4 separate regions of the Mus musculus genome follow, and all the other regions are linked to region 1. A link is a contact called in public ChIA-PET and HiChIP or PLAC-seq data. All regions are on one chromosome and are shown on one strand. The core of a region is the stretch at or near the end of the contact, and the rest is flanking DNA. Distances in the headings are between cores, read along the strand shown. Region 1 holds the start of Xdh (xanthine dehydrogenase). Region 2 has its middle 42 kb from the start of Gm31235. Region 3 has its middle 60 kb from the start of Gm31235. Region 4 has its middle 8.0 kb from the start of Gm31235.

Evidence for each region. ChIA-PET counts read pairs in DNA pulled down with a chosen protein or histone mark. HiChIP or PLAC-seq counts read pairs in DNA pulled down with a chosen protein or histone mark.
Region 2: a contact with region 1 is called in an H3K4me3 HiChIP or PLAC-seq map of bone marrow-derived macrophages, with 4 times the contacts expected there. The contact joins the enhancer-like site here to the promoter of Xdh in region 1. A contact is called at or near these places in 6 of 39 promoter capture datasets (the C10 cell line, hippocampal neurons, liver and 1 more), 1 of 15 datasets of contacts at CTCF or cohesin (pro-B cells), 3 of 484 Hi-C or Micro-C datasets (large pre-B cells, liver and peritoneal macrophages), 3 of 115 datasets of contacts at active chromatin or transcription factors (bone marrow-derived macrophages and vascular smooth muscle cells) and 2 of 9 other capture datasets (adipose tissue and macrophages).
Region 3: a contact with region 1 is called in an RNA polymerase II ChIA-PET map of effector CD8 T cells, with 8 read pairs. The contact joins the enhancer-like site here to the promoter of Xdh in region 1. A contact is called at or near these places in 4 of 39 promoter capture datasets (the C10 cell line, hippocampal neurons and liver), 2 of 15 datasets of contacts at CTCF or cohesin (the NIH/3T3 cell line and pro-B cells), 2 of 484 Hi-C or Micro-C datasets (bone marrow-derived macrophages and liver), 8 of 115 datasets of contacts at active chromatin or transcription factors (the NIH/3T3 cell line, bone marrow-derived macrophages, craniofacial prominence and 4 more) and 1 of 9 other capture datasets (adipose tissue).
Region 4: a contact with region 1 is called in an HNF4G HiChIP or PLAC-seq map of pancreatic cancer cells. The contact joins the enhancer-like site here to the promoter of Xdh in region 1. A contact is called at or near these places in 1 of 39 promoter capture datasets (liver), 1 of 15 datasets of contacts at CTCF or cohesin (the NIH/3T3 cell line), 1 of 484 Hi-C or Micro-C datasets (liver) and 2 of 115 datasets of contacts at active chromatin or transcription factors (bone marrow-derived macrophages and pancreatic cancer cells).

The regions. Positions count from the first base shown.
Region 1 is chr17:73,948,743-73,951,507 of GRCm38.p6, reverse strand. Xdh (xanthine dehydrogenase) reads left to right here and starts at 1,312. Exons shown (of 36, transcript NM_011723.3): 1 at 1,312-1,430. The coding sequence starts at 1,380.
Region 2 is chr17:74,121,834-74,124,881 of GRCm38.p6, reverse strand. No RefSeq gene overlaps it. Among named protein-coding and RNA genes, the nearest start is that of Gm31235, 42 kb to the right of the region's middle. Within about 2 kb of position 1,756, at least 9 of the 459 cell types and tissues checked have an H3K27ac peak or open chromatin away from gene starts, as enhancers often do. A contact at or near this core is called in bone marrow-derived macrophages, where this site is marked.
Region 3 is chr17:74,139,346-74,142,311 of GRCm38.p6, reverse strand. No RefSeq gene overlaps it. Among named protein-coding and RNA genes, the nearest start is that of Gm31235, 60 kb to the right of the region's middle. Within about 2 kb of position 1,636, at least 6 of the 459 cell types and tissues checked have an H3K27ac peak or open chromatin away from gene starts, as enhancers often do. A contact at or near this core is called in effector CD8 T cells and memory CD8 T cells, where this site is marked.
Region 4 is chr17:74,087,415-74,090,398 of GRCm38.p6, reverse strand. No RefSeq gene overlaps it. Among named protein-coding and RNA genes, the nearest start is that of Gm31235, 8.0 kb to the right of the region's middle. Within about 2 kb of position 1,313, at least 58 of the 459 cell types and tissues checked have an H3K27ac peak or open chromatin away from gene starts, as enhancers often do. A contact at or near this core is called in the NIH/3T3 cell line, bone marrow-derived macrophages, liver and 1 more, where this site is marked.

The DNA of each region.
Region 1 (2,765 bases), core at 63-2,562:
AGCCCTACCAGGCATGTCACTAACATCCCCAGACAGCCAAACTGCCCATTTCGTAAGGAATTTGATTCCGGGTAGCAAGTACTGTTTTATGATGACCAGAATATCCTGGACCGAGAAACTTGAAGGGATTTGGTGCATAAGTCTAAGGGTAAACTGGGATATCAATTGACCGACAAATAAGTTCATTCTTGGTTCCGTCAGGGCTGTGCCAGCAAAGGGGCGTTGTGTTGATGATGTGACTGTCCCAGGAGTCCTGTTTCCCAAAATGTTGTTGCTGCACCAGGCTCATCTGACCATGCACTTTTCTTCCTTTTCTGTGGTCTTCCAGGACGATGACACATGTGTCCCTGTAGGTTGGCTGAGTGATTGAGTGACTGCAGGGCTGGGGAAGGACAGAGTGCCTGCTGATGTGAAGATGGGTGGAATGGAGTGGTGGGAGGTGGAGCAAGGAGAGCCCACGAGTGTTGTCTGAGTGGATGCTGTGCATAGGCATTTACACCAGAAGCTAATGGTCCTTGATGGAGCTGGGGGCTCTCAGCTCTATTAACAGACTGTGGTGGGTGTTGTTGTATTAGCTTATTTTATTTACTTGGTGCTTGTAATATGTTTTGGTGTATGAGTTCCTCTGATAATTTGACAAGTTTTGTGAAATTCTGGAACATGATTTGTTATTGGGATTGTTCCTGTGACTGTTCAAAAGTGATTATTTCCATTCTCTGCAAGTTTATAAGGCACGCCCGAGAGACCTTTTGCTTTTCAGCTTTCTGCTTTTGGTGTCATCCTGATGTCCCTTTTCCAGGAAGAAACAGCTGAGTCCTGCAGGCGATAAGTGACAGGCTGTAGTCAAAGGTCAGGGTTTGAGTCTGGACATAAGGGTCTGTGTCTCTGACCTTCACATTCTGCCAGGCCCTGAGAGAGTGAGCTGTGCAGGCCAGTGGCGAGCCTGTGTCAGGGTGAGCCGGTTTGGGAAAATAACAAGTGTGAACGGGAAGAGAGTGAATCAGCCTCAGTGGCTGGCAAACTGCTCCTTCCCTGCTCTTCCTGGTATGGCAAGTGGGAGGAGGATGAAGCAGGTTTCACAAGGGCAGGTGCCCAGAATTCACAGTCATCTGGTGCCAAGATGCAGGCTTCCTTAATCTACGGCTGCACTTTCCTCTGTGCACTTTGACTAGGAGGACAGAGTAGGATCTGTGGATTGGCTGTCTGGTCCTTCCTGGATTGTGCAAACCTGTGACTCTTGCCAAGAGCTGTCCATGCCTGGAGCTGCTTCTTTCTCATTGGCTAACTTTGTTTCATTTTGCTGGGAGGCGTATCTTTCAAGTTGCAGGCAGTGATATCTACAAGCACCTCGCAGCAGCTCGGGGACTCCGGCCGTCACGATGACGAGGACAACGGTAGATGAGTTGGTCTTCTTTGTGAATGGCAAAAAGGTAAGTGGCAGTTGACCTTTGGTTTAGAGATTCTGCTGTCTGAAAGGGGACCTGTGTCACTTCTCTTGTGTGGACACTTTGATGTGTTCTGGTCTCATCTTACCCCTCAAAAGATATTGCTGTAGTTTGGTAACTTTAGAGCAAGATGAACACAGGCAAGACGCTCAGAGGGCAAAGGAGGAAGGGGAGGGAAGAGAGAGGGATGGCCACTCTATGCTAGAGGACACACTGGCTCAGAGGTGGGAAAAGGAACAGAGTCTAGGTGAGAGGAGGAGGCAACAGCACTTCCCTATTTCTGTGTTTCTTCTCTGTTTCTAGTGTTTCAGTGGCTCTCTTTAATACAAACAGCAGGAGGCGGGCACTTTTATGCTAATGCCGGAACATAAAACACACACAGCCACTGGTTCTGATATATGATCCTGTACATAGATTTAACTAGAGCTGATTTACTGTGCGGCAACATATACTGACACCTTGTGGCAAGCCATTATTGTCATTATTTTCATAAAGGACTCCTCCATCACCATCTCTCAGTTCTATATGTAAATATTGCAAACCCCTTAAACGGCACTTGTGAATGTAGGTAAAGTGGTATGGGGTCCACAAAATCCCTGATAGCCTGAGAATCTTTGCAAGGTCAACTCGGTGCAGGGAGAGAAGGAGCAAGCTAAGTGTATTGTTTCTGGCGTTGTTGGCCTCCCTTCAAGGTACTCCCAGCACTGCAGCTCCCCACTTGAGGTCACAGGAGAAGAACCCTCATTTCCCCCACTGTAACTGGCCACATGGACTTCATAAACCATGAGTGGGCCAAAGGCTTCCCCCCCTCCCCAAACAATTTTACTTGTTTTTTTATTTTGACACTTTTGTGTTGATTAAAGAGACTGAGTAATTTCTGAAGAAATTTGCAAGAATGGACATGTGATTTCAAGAATTCCTAAGGGCTTAGACTGCCAGCATCTGCTTGGCTAACTAGCACGCAAACTTTAGGAGTCATTTCAACACCAGTACGGTAAAGCCTGTGGATTCAGTGGGAGTGGCCCCATCCCTGGATCCCTGAATCTCTCTGATATATTGCTTTTGTGTGTGTGTGTGTGTGTGTGTGTTGGGCAAGCTTGGACCAAGACAAGGGCTAGGGTGAAATGCCTAAGCTGATGGTAGTAAGGCTTTTGAACTCAATCTTTTAAATGTCTTTTGTGCCCAATGGTTGCATCACAGAGGTGAGGAAACAGCTGTTAACTTGGCTCCCTGGAAATACTGTGCACACACAGACATCATCATCTTTGGGATGCTCATAAATGAATTTTTCCCAGTGAGCTAGTGGCAGGTTCAAAGTGT
Region 2 (3,048 bases), core at 507-3,006, 170 kb before region 1:
GGTTCACACATTCAACTCAACATGAGACTCATGTTGGAAACATGCTTCATATTCCTCTGACAGTCCATCAAGCCATTACCATCTGTCACCATCTGTGCACTGACCCAAGCCCTTTGCCTATACATATTAATATTTGTTTCCTGAATCCACATTTTCAGCTACCCTTTTCTTCCTCTGTTAGTTTTAAGCAAACCCTAGATACTAAACATCTCTTCCCACAACTATGTTATGTGCATATGTGTGCAGATAGTGTGGTGTTATATAACAGGTAGTTATATAGTATATAGGTACATATATTCATACACGCATGTTGTGGTACTTATTCTCTGCTCTTTGATAGTTGTGAGTTTTGGTGTTAACCACTGGTTACTCCACAGAGAAATTTCTATGATGAGGTTTGGGAGCTAAATTGGTCTATGGGTAGAACAATATAAATTTAGAGGTCAATTTGGTAACATGTCTGTTAACAGGATAATGGAAGCAGGATCATTCTTGGGGCTTATCTACGGGCTCCCAGCCATGAGCTCTTGGCTAGATTTATAGCACCAGGTATTTGTTTCCTTGTGAGTGGGCCTTGAATCCTATCCGAAAGTGGTATGTTATCTCCATAACACAGGTACCACAATTGTACCCATGGGTGTATCTTGCCATGCTGGTCATTATTGCAGCTCACAGAGTTCACAGCTGGGTAAGACTGTTGATAAATGTGCCCCCCACCCCTCACAGAAGCCTACATAGCACCTTCTGGTACTGTGAAAGCTGAGGAGAGGCTTAGCAAGCCTGTAGCAGTTTGAATTCTCCATATCCTATGACCAATGTGCATGGTGGCAATGGGCATCACCGCCATGTACTGGTGGATAAACAAGAGCGATGGTGATGTTCTGTAACATCCGAAGCTCTCTAGGACACCTCTCTTCAACAACTTGAGGGAAAGCATCAGATCCCCTGCAACAGGCAGCTGTGAACCATCCATCATGTGGGTACCAGGAATGGAGCCCAGGCCCTGAGAAAGGGCACCTTAACCCCTGAGCTGTCCATATCTCCAGCCCCACAGAGGATGACATGAGTTATACTGTCTGTTTCTAAATTAGAAAAAAGGTTTAATAGAGGGTTGGAAGGAAGACACGGTCAAACCTATCTTACTTTATTATTTTTGTATGTGTATGGTATACAAGTGTGCATATGTATATACGTACATTCACATGTGTGTGGGTGTGGGGCATATGAACATTCACATGTGTGTAAGTGTATGTGGGTATGTGTGAGAGAGTGTATTGGCTGTTGTGTATTGGCTTGTGGGAGGGATAGACAGAAGTTTAGTCTTAGTAAAAGGCTACAAAGTTTGAGTTACAGCAGATGAAAGTTATCATATATATGCCACAGGACCTGCAGTAATTAATACTATATTGTGTGTTTTAAGATTTCTAAGAAAACAACTCTTGTTTACATTGCAGAAATAAAATAAAATAATATGGTGGAAAGATTCCTTAGGAGGGGAATAAATTGTGATGCCAGTCTATACATGAATCTGCATTCATCAAGTTGGATTCCTTAATTAAGGACATTTTTTTACTGTATCAGTTGCAACTCAACCAAGCCACAAGAAAAGGAAGTTATTCACTTAGGTAATGGAGCATGGCTTCTTTTGCAATATGCTAATGAGAATGTCCCCCAAATTGCTGAGACATGCTCTTTTAAAGCTTGTTCTCATGGGAAGACATGGTTAGTGACTGCTGAAGTAGCCATCCTCTCTCTGCTTTTTGTAGAACATGCCGTGTTCTGCAAATGTCTGTTAGGTGTCTTGCTAGTGACTCATGCTATGTTACATCATGCTGCCATCTTGAAACTGACTTCCTTTCTATCTGATCTCTACTGTCCTGTTTCAGAGCCTCATTATTTCTTACCTGAATCTGTGAGACTGTTCTTGTAGCCTTGTTGCTGAGGCTGTGTCTCTGGTGCAAACTGGTTTAATCTCACACTCTTGCTTAGAATCCCCCAGCAATTCCCTATTACCCTTGAAATAAAGTCCAAGCCGGGTGGTGGTGGTGCACACCTTTGATCCCAGCACTTGGGAGGCAGAGGCAGGCAGATCTCTGTGAGTTTGAGGCCAGCCTGGTCTACAGAGTGAGTTCCAGGACATCCAGGGCTACACAGAGAAACCCTGTCTCAAATAAATAAATGAATGAATGAATAATAAAATTCAAGCCAATGATAAGGCCCCAGGACCCCCTAAAGGCTGACTCTTTCCTGTTTCCTGCCTCCTCCCCTCCCTCAGCTTTTTCTTCTCCACACCCCTTGCAGCTCTCAGCACTCACCATCTATGTTCCTATTTGTAGAGTTCTTTGCTCCAATAACTTTGGTTTGAACCTTTCCAGTGTGCTAACTCTTTCCCCCCACTCTGACTTATTCATCAATTCCAGCTTATTTCCAGCCTCAGCTTCTCTGGGAGTCCAGACTCAGCTAGGCTCCTTCCTTAGCAGTCTGGCATATAGCAACCACCACTTTGAAATGCTGGCTTTATGCTTCTTTCCCACAATGGCTTATGAGGGCTTCTCATTGTTTGGGATGACCTCATGCATTAGAATGTCATGTGGTATGGATGTGTGATGACAGTGGAGAGAACCCAAATCTAGAGATCGGATGCCTAGAAGCCTTCAGACAGCATCCTAGGAAACTTCCCAAGCCATGACAGCCACAAGATAATACATGTAAATTCCTTTGAAGGGAACTGACCAAATAGAAAACTATTGCTCACCCTTTGTCTTATATGTAATAATAGCTGCTCAGTGCTTGTGGTATTTTGAAAGAAAATGGCCTCCATAGGCTCAGAGGAAGTGGCACTATTAGGTGGTGTGGCCTTATTGGAAGAAGTGTGTCACTGGGGGTTGGGCTTTGAGGTCTCAGGTGTTCCAGCCTGGTCTAGTGTGACATTCATTTCCTGCTGTCTGCCCATCCGGATATAGAACTCTTCAGTTCCTCCTCCTTCACCATGTCTGCCTGTACACCACCATGCTTCCTATCATGATGATAATGGGCTAAACTTCTAGA
Region 3 (2,966 bases), core at 387-2,886, 190 kb before region 1:
TTAATTCCTCCAGCAGGCTAGCTAGGTGGGCTGGACAGTTTTATGTCAACTTGACACAAGCTAAAGCATCTTTTAGGAGGGAGCCTCAGTTAATAAAATACCTCCATAAAATCAGGCTATAGGCAAGCCTGTAGGGCACTTTCTTTATCAGTGTTTGATATGGGAGGGCCCAGCCCATTGTGGGTGGTGCTATCCCTGGACTGGTGGTTCTGGTTTCTATAAAAAAGGCTGAGTAAGCCATGAGGAGCAAGCCAGTAAGCAGCCCCCCCCCCGCCCCCCGCCCGCTTCTGCATCAACTCCTGCCTCCTGGTTCCTGCCCTGTTTGAGTTCCTGTCCTCACTTTTTGATGATGAACTTTACATGGAAATGTGAGTGAAACAGACCTCTTTCTCAAGTTGCTTTTGGTCAGTGTTTCATCACAGCCATAGAAACCCTAAGACACCTGGTTATGGTTTTCCTTTCGTTTGTTTTGAGACAGGGTCTTTCTATGTAGTCCTGGCTGTGTTGGAATTTGCCATGCAGACCAGACTGGCCTTGAACTCACAGAGATCCTCCTCCCTCTGCTTCCTGAGTGTGGGATTAAAGGCCTATGCTACCATACCTGTCCTCTTTTTCTTTTCTAAAAATATTTATTTATTTGTTTTATTTCTTATGTGAATGAAAATTTTGCCTGTATGTATGTCTGTGCACCATATGTATGTTTGTGCACCATGTGCAAGCCTGGCATTGGGGGAGACCAGAAGAGGGAGTCAACTGTTGTTATAGACAGTTTTGAGCTGCTATGTGGGTGTTGAGAATCAAACCCAGGTCCTCTGAAAATGCAGCCAGTGCTCTTAACTACTGAGCCATCTCTTCAGCCCCTTGGCCATTTTCTTAAAGCAAATGAAGTAATTGAGAGATTAGAGAAACACCTGACTAATGCTAACATTTAATTATTTATTTTTTAATGAAAATTATTTTATTATTAGTATGTGTGTGTGTATGTTTTACCTACATATATGCCTGTGCCCTATGTGCATGCAGTGTCCCTTGTTACACAGAAGGAATTCAACAGTCTCAGGTCCAGGGACAGAACTGTATAGAAAAGGGGAGAGTTGATGTCATAAATTCAATTAATTTGCCATAATATAAAAGTAAACAATAGCCAACTCTAGCAGAAATGATATGATCTGCAAAAATTTGGTAGAGGTCAAAGCCAAGGGAAGGAAAGTAAGAGAAACTAGTACTTGGAGAGAGATTAAAAATGTTATTTTCTCCCTGTACAGGGACAAAACAAGGCTCACTTTATTTTTTTTTTTTATTTTTATTTTTTAAAGATTTATTTATTTATTATATCTAAGTACACTGTAGCTGTCTTCAGACACTCCAGAAGAGGGCGCCAGATCTTGTTACGGATGGTTGTGAGCCACCATGTGGTTGCTGGGATTTGAACTCCAGACCTTCGGAAGAGCAGTCGGGTGCTCTTACCCACTGAGCCATCTCACCAGCCCCCCAGGGCTCACTTTATTTAGAAAGTAGAAAACAAATAAATCTCTCCTAAACTTAACCAGATGAAGAAAATGTACAAAAGAAGTCCTTACTTGCTCCTGCTCCTCCTGCTCCTCCCCCTCCTTTGTTTTCTGAGACAGTTTGTGTGTGTGTGCATGTGTGTGTGTGTGTGTGTGTGTGTGTGTGTGTGTGTGTGTGTAGCTCTGGCTGTCTTGGAACTCTCTTTGAAAACCAGGTTGGCCTCGAACTTGCAAAGATCCACCTGCCTCTGCCTCCTGAGCACTGGGACTATAGGCATTCACCACCACACCTGGTATGGGATTTTTCTTTTTGAAAGCAGAGTCATAAAAAAGCATTATGGAGGTTCAAGGGCAACAGAGCATCTGCCCACACTGCTGTCATCTCACAAACAACTGTGCCGGCCCATGGGATGAGAACTGGTTTACCACGTGAGAAGCCACAGCTACAGTTAGATGTACAGACACTTTGAGAATTTAGTTATGGGCTGGAGCAAAGGCTCAGTAGTTAAGAGCACACACTGCCTTTGCAGAGGACTCTCAGGTTCAGTTCCTAGCACAACTGCCTGTAACTCCATTCCAGAAGCTTCAAGCCCTCTTCTGGTCTCAAGGGTGCCCATACACATGTGGTTTGCAGCTCATGAAGGTACATTTAAATAAAAATCTTAAAATTTCAGTCTTGTTTTCTATGCTCCATTTACTAAAGCAGAGAAGCATAGAAAAAAAAATCCCTGGTAGGAATTCATTTTAGTGTGGTAGGCACTATCTTTCCTGGTTGCATTTGTTTGCTAGTGTAATTTGGGCTATCTCTGTCCCACCCCTGCAGCTAGCAACCAGGACAATATAAAAAAACGACAGCCAAATGCTTTTGGGTGACTTGAGAACATAACATCAAAAAAATGAAAACAAACATTTTCTTAGTCACTGCCAAATCTCTAGCTGTAGCTTTCCGGCCGCCTGTTTCTCTCTCTCTCCTGTCCTCCTCACTCCTGCCCTCCCTCCCATATATGCCCTCCTGTATCCTTTTGCTACCAGGCACCGCCATGAATCAATGGGGACTACCTGCGACCAGATTTTCTATAGTCACTTTATGTTTGACATTCAAATGTCCCTTCTTAAGAGTGATAGGAAAGCAATGATTCTATCTACCATGTAGGTTCTTACTGTCGGTGAGGCATAGACCAACATGCTTTGCTTGTTTAAGTGCTTTTAATTCCAGCAAACTATGATTTGGGAAGTAGTTACTAAGTGGCCAATCTGACAAATAAGGAGAGATTAGATTGCTAATCCAAAGCCTTGTAGTTGGCAGAGATAGAGCTGGGGCACAGATGTAAGAGGAGGACTTTAAAAACGTTGTCCTTTGCTAAAAGCTACTTTAGTTCTGGGAAAAAAAGAAGAAAAAACATTGAGTGACCAGGTTTGTGGGGCTGGAAAGATAGCTTAGCTGGAAACATACACAAG
Region 4 (2,984 bases), core at 64-2,563, 140 kb before region 1:
TGACTTTCAGGAAGTTAGAGAGAGAGTTGTTGTGGATGGGGACCAAGGATGGGATCCCATGTCATTTTCTGGTACTTCCTTTCAAGTTATGCTGGCCATCACCTGGAGGGGTTGGTTCTGATGCTAAAGTCCTGTTTCCCAATTGGTTCTTGATCGATCAATAAAGATGCTAGTGGCTATGAGCTAGGCGGAATAGGTGGGACTTCCAGTTTTCCCACAGACAGGCTAGCAGATGTGGACAGGAGAAGGAGTTTTCACCACACTTCGGAGGGAGAAAAGGTGACCAGCAATGTGAGATTTGGGGCAAAGTGGCTATAGACTGCTCCTCCAGGTGGGAGATTAGAAACATAACTGAGCTGAGGACAGATTTAGGGTGTTGAGCTGGTAACTAAGCAACTGAAATGAGGGCAGATTAAGAGGTGCTAAACTAAGAGTATTGGAAAGGGCACACTAGTGCAGGAGATTAGAAGTGCCCAACAATTGAGCCAATAAAGCAGGTTGAAAATAAGTTAATGTTTGTTTGTTTGTTTCTTTCTTTCTTTCTTTCTTTCTTTCTTTTTCTTTTTTTCTTTTTTTTTTGGGACAGGGTTTTTCTGTATAGCCCTGGCTGTTCTGGAACTCACTTTTGTAGACCAGGCTGACCTCAAACTCAGAAATCCACCTGCCTCTGCCTCCAGAGTGCTAGGATCAAAGGCATGTGCCACCATGCCCGGCTTATGTGTGTATGTGTTTCATCCACGGATCCAAAGGAACCTGGATGGGGTGGTAGCACAGACTGCCTGGACCTTAAAGTGGGGTAGCAAAAAACTACATGCTATAGTCACCTGACTAGGGTTAGAAACCACAGTTCAGCAAGCGGCATGCATGACTCCAGCACAGAGCTCCTCCTGCTGGGTGGCTTCCAGAGGCTGTAGGAGCTGGCAGAGCAATGTGCTCCTTGGTCATCATTTCCTGCACAGCTATAGCCTGTGAGTCCTGCCAAGACCTCAGACTTTGCCACTGGCCTCTTGTCTCTTGCTTAACTTTTCTTGCATACAAGAATGACTAAGAAAAAAACATCCAAGCAAATGTTCATGAGTCAGAGGATCCTGCAGATAAGTTGGGTTTTGTTTTTCCTCTATCTAGTTTCTCTTTAAATTGTTTTAATACCTGTCTGCGAAGAACTTACCTTGTAATCATTAATACTCTAGGCAGAGACAAAAGGAATGTGGCTAGGTGATCGCATATGACAAATGACTCACTGGACAGTGGGAACTCACTGCAGAGAAGACTGTTATCTTTGACTTAGTAAACATAGGCAGTCATCTTCAGGTCATGATTTGTGCCCAGCTGACCCCAGGACACCAGAGAGAATGTGAACTTGATTATCTGTCCTCAGTGTTCTGGGAGCATGCACGGATTTTCTTTAAGCTCTCTTGTTGGGAGTGCTCTCCAAATCTATCATCTTTGCTTTAATCACATTCTATTCCATCTCTGATCCAGATTCAAAGTCTATCTTCTTTGCACTTCCCCTCAGAGAAGACTGCCCTTACCCCAAGAGGTCCCAGCGCTGGCCTTGCTCTCTATCATAACGCTTGCTAAATATTACCTTGCTTTATATTCTTCATACCTTTATTTCTATCTCAGTTGCAGGACCAGAAGCTAAGGGCAGGGACTTCTGTCTTCCTCATCTCATCCATCCCTAGTGTTTACCACATGTCATCTGGACTCAGCTTTGAGCTTTAGAGAACATACAGAGAATCTCTAACCACGTGGCCCATAATGAAAGCACTTTGATGGCTTCTGATGACCACTTCTGTCTTGAGTCCTTTCTTTTTGAAGAATCACCTGGTCAGTTTTTTCCCAGCCCTCTGCTTGTTCTCTCACTTCTGAGGATCTGCTTTTGGGAGATCTTCACCTTTTGAAACCATGGCTGAATGATGATTTACAATGTGATCCCACTCCTTGCTTGGACAAGACTTACCTTGCAGTCTAAAAGAGTAACTCCTGGCCTCTGCTCTCTCCAGGGACCTGCTTTTCCCTGGGGTTGAAGAAGGACATTTGTGTATTCCTGTGTCTGAGGCATCCTGCAAGGACTTACTCTGCTGCTGGCACAGGCCAGGTTATGGTGGCAGTACAGATGAGAGAACAATCCCAGTGAGGGGGCAAGGAAGCCAGCGGATTGTTTTTTGAGGACAACCAACCCTGAGAGAGTCCTTGAGGGGTGAGTCACAGGGCCCATGGAGACTTGGAAAAGGCTGTAAGGGAGATTTATTAGCTGACTAACAGGAAAGAGTACGGACACTGGAAATGGTTTTCAGGGAGTGCCACTTTGGGGTCACCAATGTTAGAGATTGAATAGGTAGAGAAGAGCTAGGTAGAGTCTTAGGCAATGCAAACACTCAACCTAGATATGTATGGCTTCAGGGGAACTCACAGGGACCCAAGCAGAAGAGGTCCGACTCTCCAGGTGACTTAGAAGACAAATGAGAAATGCTTTTTGTTCTAATCTAGAGAGTGACCTTGGGGAAGGGAAGGCCATGCAAGTATATAATTGCATAGTGTTTGATTATATATCAAGTTCAGGCATGGTAGACTCCAAACTTGCCCAATTAAAAAACAATTGCACTCAGTAACTTTAAAAAAATTTTTTTATTAGACATTTTCTTCATATACATTTCAAATGCTATCCCGAAAGTTCCCTATACCCTCCCCCCACCCTGCTCCCCTATCCACCCACTCCCACTTCTTGGCCCTGGTGTTCCCCTGTACTGGGGCATATAAAGTCTGCAATACCAAGGGGCCTGTCCTCCCAGTGATGGCCGACTAGGCCATCTTCTACTACATATGCAGCTAGAGACACGAGCTCTGGGGGTACTGGTTAGTTCATATTGTTGTTCCATCTATAGGGTTGCAGACCCCTTCAGCTCCTTGGGTGCTTTCTCTAGCTTCTCCATTGGGGACCCTATGTTCCATCTTATAGATGACTGTGAGCATCCACTTCT